Linked DNA regions of Rattus norvegicus: region 2 is linked to region 1. Evidence: chromatin contacts called from public Hi-C data. All regions are on one chromosome and are shown on one strand. The core of a region is the stretch at or near the end of the contact, and the rest is flanking DNA. Distances in the headings are between cores, read along the strand shown. Region 1 holds the start of Mroh5 (maestro heat-like repeat family member 5). Region 2 has its middle 29 kb from the start of Rpl29l5.

Evidence for each region. Hi-C and Micro-C count contacts between places; a contact is called where the count stands out from the background.
Region 2: a Hi-C map of frontal cortex shows a contact between it and region 1, with 2.5 times the contacts expected there. The contact joins the enhancer-like site here to the promoter of Mroh5 in region 1. A contact is called at or near these places in 4 of 12 Hi-C or Micro-C datasets (frontal cortex, kidney and liver).

The regions. Positions count from the first base shown.
Region 1 is chr7:107,624,763-107,629,099 of GRCr8, reverse strand. It overlaps Mroh5 (maestro heat-like repeat family member 5), which reads left to right and starts at 2,201. Exons shown (of 30, transcript XM_039080228.2): 1 at 2,201-2,575. The coding sequence starts at 2,403.
Region 2 is chr7:107,663,316-107,667,652 of GRCr8, reverse strand. No RefSeq gene overlaps it. Among named protein-coding and RNA genes, the nearest start is that of Rpl29l5, 29 kb to the left of the region's middle. Within about 2 kb of position 1,947, at least 8 of the 93 cell types and tissues checked have an H3K27ac peak or open chromatin away from gene starts, as enhancers often do.

The DNA.
Region 1 (4,337 bases), core at 952-3,451:
TGAAGCTTGTGTTACCGGTCATTACAATTACCTGATCACTCAACCCCTCCTGTGGTTCAAGCTCACTTGAGCTTGGTCTCCTTAGCCTGGCAGAACTCCTGTTGCAACCTTTGACCCTTGCTGCCTCTCCCTGGAATTGCCTAGCCTTTGCCTACAAGATCTCTGCCTTCAGCTTCCTTCCCTACCTACAAGGCAGGCTCTTCCTTTCCCTTTCTTAGCTCAAGTGCCACCCCCTCCAAGAGGCTTTCACACACTGCTTGAAATAGAGTTTGTACCGCTATGCTATTTCTCATGCCATCTCCTTGCGATGTTTAACTTCCTATTTGATAACTCATTCGGGAGTCTTGGTGCTCTATAGTCCCACATTGGACTATGGAGGTCTGCCTCTGAGCTCTCAACCAACCACATGCCTTTGAAAACTACTTGGAAAAGAAATTTCTAGAAAGGTGAGGTTAAAAACACAAAAGGCCCAAACTGCCCCCCCCAATTTTTCATTATTATACTGTAATCATAAAGTGAGCCTATCACTGCTGAGAAAGAGGAGGCTCATGGTCCATCCCCGCAGGGCAAGCTGACCTAGGGGACTTAGTGTCCTGGAGGACTTCTCCCAATGAAGAGGCAGGGAGCTTCCTGTCCCTGGGAGAGTGGCTTTGAGGAATGCCCCAAAATGGCTGGGAGAGGGGTTGTTTGTTTTGGGTTTTGCAGAACCTGAGGAGGCTGGCCTCCAGTTGCCCCCAGAGTGCTCTGCCTCACCTCCATATCCCTTCTTGGCTCAGCTGGCTTCCTTGACACCCTGCCTGTGTTTGGGGGATAACTAAATATCTAAGGGCTGCTTTTTAAGGAGCCTAAACAGCTAATAGACCGTACGGACAGACAAACGCTAGCACACAGTCAAGATGGATGCTGTCTCATTAGGAATCAAACATCGTCATGAAGATGCTGTTGGGCATCTCTGTACAGTTGAAGAGAAGATCCTCAAGGTGGGAAGGAGCCCTAAGCAGAAGTCAGAGTTCCCGGCCAGTGCAGGGGGGGAGGAGGAGGAAGAGATCCCCTCTTCTGTAGCACTAAGCTGTCTTTGGTGCTGTGCTGTGCCCACCTCATACTCTTCTTCTCTTCTCCCTCCTCTTCTTCTTCCTCCTCCTCCTCCTCCCTCTTTTTCTTCCTCCTCCTGTCCCTGCTTCTCCAACACATCCCCTAAAGTGAACATTCCATCTAAGTTGTTCTGCCAAGAATTGGATTTTTTTTTCTCCCAGCACTAGGAAATTATAAATAACTCCTGTATTAGAAGAAACAAACAAAAACAGAAGCAACATCTCTGAGTCCAGATGCTCTTGTGTGGGAACGGGCCTCCAGCGCACCAGCCTCTCTACGCCAGGAGCCCAAAGCCCCCAAGCAGGATGGAGCCCCGTCCTTTCACTAAAGGCCAGTTGGCCTTACTGCTTGATATCACACGATGTAGAGAAGTCACCAGAGCCAGGCAGTCCCTCCTTGCTGCCCACCTACTGTCGACACAGACTTCTGCCTCAAATGAAATTTTCTCAGATTTTCAAGGGAGTAGTAGACACCATTCTTCTGGGAGGGGACAGAGAGGAAGGCAGGCTGGAGACTGTCAGAACTCCTTCCTGACACTGCCTCTCACATGCGTTCCCCGCTGCTTACACTCTACCCCTGTGCATCCTTAGCGGCTGCCATAGAAAACAGAGACGCTGAGGCACAAGGATGGTCAGCATCCAGCTACTCCTTGGAGGCCAGACAGTCCACACCAAGTGAGGTCCAGTAACTTCCCATCCTGGTGCTGAGCAAGAAAGACAGCTGGGAGGTGGAGACCTGACCTCCCACCTTTCCCCGGGATCATCTCATTCTAACAGCCTGACAAGGGTCACCTTTTCTACGTGACTCTCAGACTCACTAGGCAGTTGAGATCGTGCAGGCATGGTGTCCCGTGCCCCCTCCCCGGCTTCCCTGGCGCACGGTGCAGGAAGAGGCCCGATGCGGGGACCAGAGAGGCAGAGGCTTTATTCGCTGTCGCGGGCGAGGGTGCGCCAAGCAGGACGGCCAGCTTCAGAAGGGAAGGCGGCGGCGGGCGCCAGCAGCACCAAGCCCGGTGGCCGACCAGCGCCCGCATAGCTCAGCGCCAGGCGCTCCAGGCGCCGCTTGCGCTCGGCTGCCTGCGCCGTGGCGTGCAGGGGTCGCAGTAGCGCGGGGGGCGGTGCGCCGGGGCCGCGCAGCAGGAAGTCGAAGCCCGCGCGGTCCCGCGGGTCGTAGAAGAGCGGCCCAGTGGCTGGGTCCGGGCCTGGCGGCCAGGAGAACGGGAAAGGCAGCGTGAAGTCCTCGGTGAGCACGCGGATAGCGAAGTCGTCCTCTTTGCCCAAAGCGCGGTAGGCGCGCCCGATGCCACGGAAATGCGCCTCCCAGAGCTGCGCGTCGCCGCCGTAAATGTCAGGGAAGCGCGGCGCAGGGGGCGCAGCCGGACCTGCGGCGGGCGCGACAGTCAGCAGGGGGTGTCCCACGCTTGTCCCCGGAGTGAGGAGGCTGGGGGACATGGAAGGAGAGGCCACTCGGCCAAAAGAACCAGGTGAGGGCCACTGGGGAGTGAGAACTGGGCTCTATCTCAACACCGAAAGGGGGCCTGCCTCCATCCCTGACCCCTCTCCTGCCTCCTTGTCACCTCTCCCTCCAAAGGGAAAGCTATCCACTTTCCTGAGAGCAGACTGTGGAGGCCTGCAAGGTCCTAAAAGTATGGAAAAGTCAGACCGCTGGGCGGAAAGTTCAAGATGGGGAGGAGGCTAGTTAGCCAGGAAGCCCAGGATAGTAGGATTCACCCAGCAGGTGGCGGCAAGCAGCAGTTGGGGCAGGACATGTCTGAGTCACTGAACAAAAGCCACGCTAACTACTGTGAATACATCAGACTGTGTGCCTGGTGGTGTGGGTCTTCAGCTCGGTTACCGTGAGGAGGAAGTAAGGGTAAGGAGAGTGGAGCTCTCAGGTGGAGATATGGGGTTACAGGAACCTGGCAGGACCGCAGATGCTGGTCCCCAGATGCTGGTCCCCAGGACAGGACGGAGGCCAGTCTCAGTCTCAGACTGGAAAATATGTGGGTTCCCACAATGCAATGGGGGTCAACATCCATTTTTGCTACAGGCAAAGGCCTAAGGAGAGGAAAGTCATGCGGGAGGGCTCAGTAAACCCACAGAGTGCCACACGGATGCCCAGGAGCCTCTGTTATCTTTCTCACATAGTGCACTTACTGAGCTCCTGCTGTGCGCAGTCGGCTCTGGGCTAGGTACTGTTTGTAGCCATGGGCCAGACAGCAAAGCCCGTTCTTCCACCTTCGTAGATAAACAAATGCCTTCTTGAGTCAGAACCTTGGGCAGGATGCGGGGTGTTATGCCAGGAGGAGAGATGAACTGGAGGTGACCCACCTAGCCCAGTGGGGAGAGACAGGTCTGCAGATGGTTTGAGATGCACAGGCAGGACCTGCAGGGCCACACCCTCAGTCTACAGCTCAGAGGGCCAATGACATCCCTGCCCCTATCCCCGCAGCCTATCCTGCCTCCCTGGCTGCCTTGGAAGTCCTGTCATACTGCTCAGTACCAGGGCGGGGTGCAGCCACAGAAGGGAGCACAGGAAGTTCTCTGAGGGGCTGGTAGAGACAAGTTTTGGAGAAGTGAGGACTGCAGTAGGTCCTGGGAGAGGAGACAGTGACTCCATCACAGCCCTGGGCATGGACAGGGTGGTTTTATCAGGCCACCGTTGTACCAGGTGAGTATACTTATAGAGGTACAGTAGGGAGAGCAGCAGGGAGACTAGTAACATAGCAGCTGCCTCTGGTCCGGGTGAAGCCGCTGGGGCCAGGACAGCAGGGAGAAGAGCCCTGCTTCTGAAGATATCTTAAAGTTAGTGTGGAGACGTGGAGTGGAGCTCTGTGGAGGAGGGGAAATGCGGGCTACCACTTGCTAGAGAAAGGCAAAGCTAAAAGAGAAGCAACCAAGGCCTGAGAATGGAGAGTTTGATTTGGAACGGGTTGGGTTGTAGCCTTCAGATGGGCCCATGGAGAGCACAGCTGGCTGGAGACAGACTTGGAGAAATGGGATTTAGAGCAATCACCTGAGGAGGGAGGGGAGGAGGAAGGGAGGAGGTAGAGAGAAATAGAGGGGGGAGGGGAGTGCAGGAGAGGGGAGAGGAGAGGAGAGGGGGGAGGGGAGTGGAGAAGAGATCCAGAGCAAAGCCTGGGGCCATCTGTCCTTGCCAGGTCAGAGAGAGAAGCCAGTGAAGAGACCAAAGAGAAGACAGTGATATAGGAGGAGTGTGGGAGACTCTGGAAGCAGATAGGGCTG
Region 2 (4,337 bases), core at 698-3,197, 39 kb before region 1:
GCTCTCTGGTCCTTGTTCTTGAGACAATCTAGGGTTCTGCAGATTACCCAGGGATGGGGCATGTGCTCCCCCTCCTCCTGTCTTTGAGGACTTAGGGGCTGTTCTGTTGACTCTACCTATGGAATTCTCAACTTCAGCCCAGACCTTTCTCCCAGGGTCCAGACACTGAAACCCACCTACCTAACTTAGCCCAACTCACTGACAGACTCAGTCACAAGAGATGAGGAGAGGAGAGGTGTGGGCCCAGCAGGTACCTGGGTTCAAACCTGCTTTTTCTCTACTTTCTCACTGCATGACCTCAGAGAGCCTCATAGACTCTCTGGGCTCACTTCCTTGGAGACAGAGGAGGACAACGGGTGCTGCTGTAAGAAACATCCAGAGAGGCACTGGGTGCACAGTGAGCTCTTAAAAATTGTGGCTCGTTGTCCAATGGTCACGCTGGATCCTGTATTAGGCCACACAGCCTACTTAAGGGTATTTTGTCCCTTGGAGCTTCAAAGGGGTCAATCCCCACTCCCACAGCCTCAGTGACAGTATAGTTGGTTTTTTGTTTGTTTTCGTTTTGTTTTTATGTACATGAGTACTCTGTAGCTGTCTTCCAAAACACCAGAAGATGGCATCAGATCCCATTACAGATGGCTTTGAGCCACCATGTGGTTGCTAGGAATTGAACTCAGGACCTCTGGAAGAACAGCCAGTGCTCTTAACCACTGAGCCATCTCTCCAGCCCCCACCAGTGTAGTTTTGAAAGGACTCTTCAAGTGAAAGAGGGCTTTCCAGGAGAGGTGTTGGAGGAAAGGCACACCAACCATGCCTTGAACTATCCCTCAAGCTCCTGGAGGAGGTGACTACGGGCTGGGTGGGCAGGGAGCCAGGACAGGAAGAGATGTAATTTCCACAGAGGCACAGGGAGGTTGTGGGGTAGAGGCAGTGAGACCTGGTGGAGGTCAGAGTGCTGAGATATTTGGAAGTTCTGAAGCTGACTAGTATAAGTCCACCAAGAATCCAGACAATGTTGCCATGGGTGATTGGGGTTTAGGGGTAACCCTTCCTCTCGTTGAACAGGTCCTTGATTCTCCACACCTCTTCCCTATACTCCCCCTTACTGCAGCTAACTTCATACTTCCTCCTTGTGTGGTCTCAACTCAGAGGCCACCACCTCCAAAATGACCACCCTGGCAGCCACAAGCCAGTGCAAACCAGGCCAGCCGAAGCCTGTCCCAGGGCTCTGCCTATCTGGTGTTCATTACTCCAGGGGCCAAAGCCTTGTGTGTCTTACCAGCTTCCCATCCCTAGGCTGGGGATCGGGGAGATGGAGTCGAACCACCACTATGCAAATGCCTACCCTGAGTGGTCCTGGGTGAGCCACGTGCCCTCTCCATGTCCAGCTTCTGTGTCTGTAAACCAGTGCCCTCACACTCAGCCAGAGAGAGGTCACCAGCACGATCACGTTTGCAGTGTCTTCTTCTGGAGGGCACCCGGGAAGCACGCGACTGAACCCTATCACCTGGGGTATGAATCACCCTTAGCTTAGATGTGGTAGAAGTGGCAGATTTCTGGCTCTAGTGCACTGCTAAATCCAGGCGCCATTGCCTCTGGCCCACTAAGCTCTCATAAATAACTCCTGAATGAACAGACAAGCTCTGGCTCTCAGAATTCTGGAGTCTCCAAACCATCATCACAGCAGGCTGAGCCTACCAGACAACTGCTGCGAACAAGGGACACTCCCTGCCCAGGGCTCCCACAGAAAATGGAATGTGGACAGTAAGCTTCAGGCTCCTCCTAACCATGGTCCCCAGAAATGGGAGGGCCTAGGCCTGCAGGCTGAACCCTGCAGCACCATCCAGAACCTTCTGCAGACGAAGAGAACTGGCTACCCTCCCCTCTGCACATGCAGCCTGGCGTGCTTAACTAACGGGCCTCAAGCTGTTTCAGATGACGTCTGCTAAAAAGTAATCGCACCCTAATTTATTCAGCTTGTCAACTTCCCTCTGCCTCCCACAACTCCGGGCAAGTGTGTCGGGTTTGGAAGCCAGCAGGAGCCAGTCTCCTCTCAAGGGGCTGCCTCCTGGAGGGAGCCCAGAACCACTGCTCTCCTCCAAGGGGAGGGCAGCTCCTGCAGGCGCTCGGGGTCAACACTGGCAGGAGCAGAGATGAAGCCCAAGGGGCACAGCTGCCTGTGGCTGGAAAATCAGACTTGTGCTGCTCGGTGTAGGCCACACGGAACTTAACCGAGGGGCCTTGAGCTGTTTCCGTTGACTGGCCGGTCGATTAAAATAGGAAAGCGTAGGCCAGGGTCTGTGGAGTTCAAGATCCCATGTAAGAGTCTACAGTACCCCAACATGAGGACTTTAGCACCTATCCCAAAACAATGTGGCATCTGCTGTCAGTGACCCAGGTTCAAGTCCCCCATGACACTGTTCAGCTAGGCCAGCATCTTCATTTAGTCCTATGACCCTATTCAGTCACTGTTTTTGACCATGGGAGCAGCCCTCACAGGCAGGACAGGTGGAAAAAACAGGTTGCCCAGGCCTAGGTACCAGTGCCATGAACACCGGAACTGACACCACCTGTTATACCATCAGATGCACACTGATAGCTAGACAGGGATGCCACCCGTGTCCCTGTCATGCAGGCACCTCACATAGTCAGACCCACATCTGAACCCGTGAGCTGAGGTCTTGGAAGGAGACTTCAGGATCTAGGAGACAAGGACAGGTCGAGGAGTCCTCTGGGACTGTGTACCAATGTTACCTTCTGCCTACATACACAGGCCTTAGCCTAGAAAACACCATGGTGTCACCTATGCAAGAGAGAGGCTGTTGGAGCTGGGGTTACAGGGTAGCAGAGCCAAGACCTCCAGGCTTCCTGTACTTCAAGGCCACTTGCTGCCCTCCACTGGATGATACCTCCTTCCTCTGGCATGTCCCCTGGGTTGGTTCAGCCTGTAGCACTGGTTGGTACCTCACCATGGTTACACAGGTTTTTCACTATGACCTACATAAATAGCCTTCTGTTCCCAACAAAGTTCTCAATACCCCTCTCCCAGGTCGTCTGCACATTCAGCCTGCCCTCTAGGCTCCTATGAACCCCAATGAGATGCATCCCCCATCACAGGACATCCCCCTCTGGGCTAAGACCACCTCTCCTCTCTATACAGGATAGAGTATGCCCCTACTTCCTGCTCTCTGTGAGTCCTTGCATGCAGATGTAGATGTTATGTGTACAGATGAAGGGGTGGGACCTGTGATATTCTACCTCCTTGAGCCTGGTCAGCTCGAACGTGTAAAACCTGCAGCCTCAGCCTTCCAGAGGCTGCAAGGGACATGATTTTCTCATCACAGAGCTTCTTGGTCAGGGATGAGCTCTGACCCAAGCGTTGTGTTTGCAGTAGAAGAGCCCTGGTCCATGGAGAAACAAGGTCACCAGAAACAGCTAAGGCAGGGGACTGGGAGCTAGTAACCAAGAAGGGACGGGAGGGGAGTCTGGGATAACACAGTGACCACCTACTATGTTTATGTGTACTACTGAGGACCTAGTCGCTGATGCTTACAATTATGTGACTGGTAGTCACTGTGTAAGTTCATGGGGCCTCAGTTTCCCCATCTGTAAATGAGAGAAGACAGGGTTCCACCTAGGCTGAGGTGAGCCACTGGTGGGGACTCAGCATACCCAGTATGCCCTGTGGTCTTCTCCCCTAAAGCTGCTGGTTTTGATCACCACATCTGGTAGGGTTTCTCTGGAGCCACGGGAAACGATCATCTCTCTTTCTTTGCTCAGGTTCCTGTGGGTCAGTGAGAGCTCAGAATGAGCTGCCCATTCAGATCCAGGCCAGAGCCCAACCCACTTCTGCCAGCCCACCCTGAGTCCAGGATGATCCTGAGGGGCCCTGAGGCTCACAGTGTGTCCTGGGATATTCAACAGTTAGTAAAGCTTAATACTAAAAACACATTCTCGGTTGATTAAAATTTATGAGCAGTATAGGCTCCATAGCCACATGACTTCTGGGTCCCGGCCTTCCCCTATTCCCACCTCCTTCCCCACCCCCAACAAATACCAAAGAATCTCTAGAAGTTTCCAGAAGCCAAGTCCAGAGATTGCTGCAGATCTCAATCACTGTTTCCAAAAGACTATACATCCCCACTGACCACTCCCTGGGCACATGAAGAGGAAGGCTGGGCCCTGTTAGGAAGGCTAAGCTCTCCAAGCAGGGCAGTCCTAAACAATCCATTCCCTCTGGCAGTGAAGCCACTTCCTCTGTGAAGAGGAGTCTGGGTCCCCACCTCTGCCAGAGTGTAAGGCCTAGAACACAAGTAGAGCAGCTACCAGCACTCATA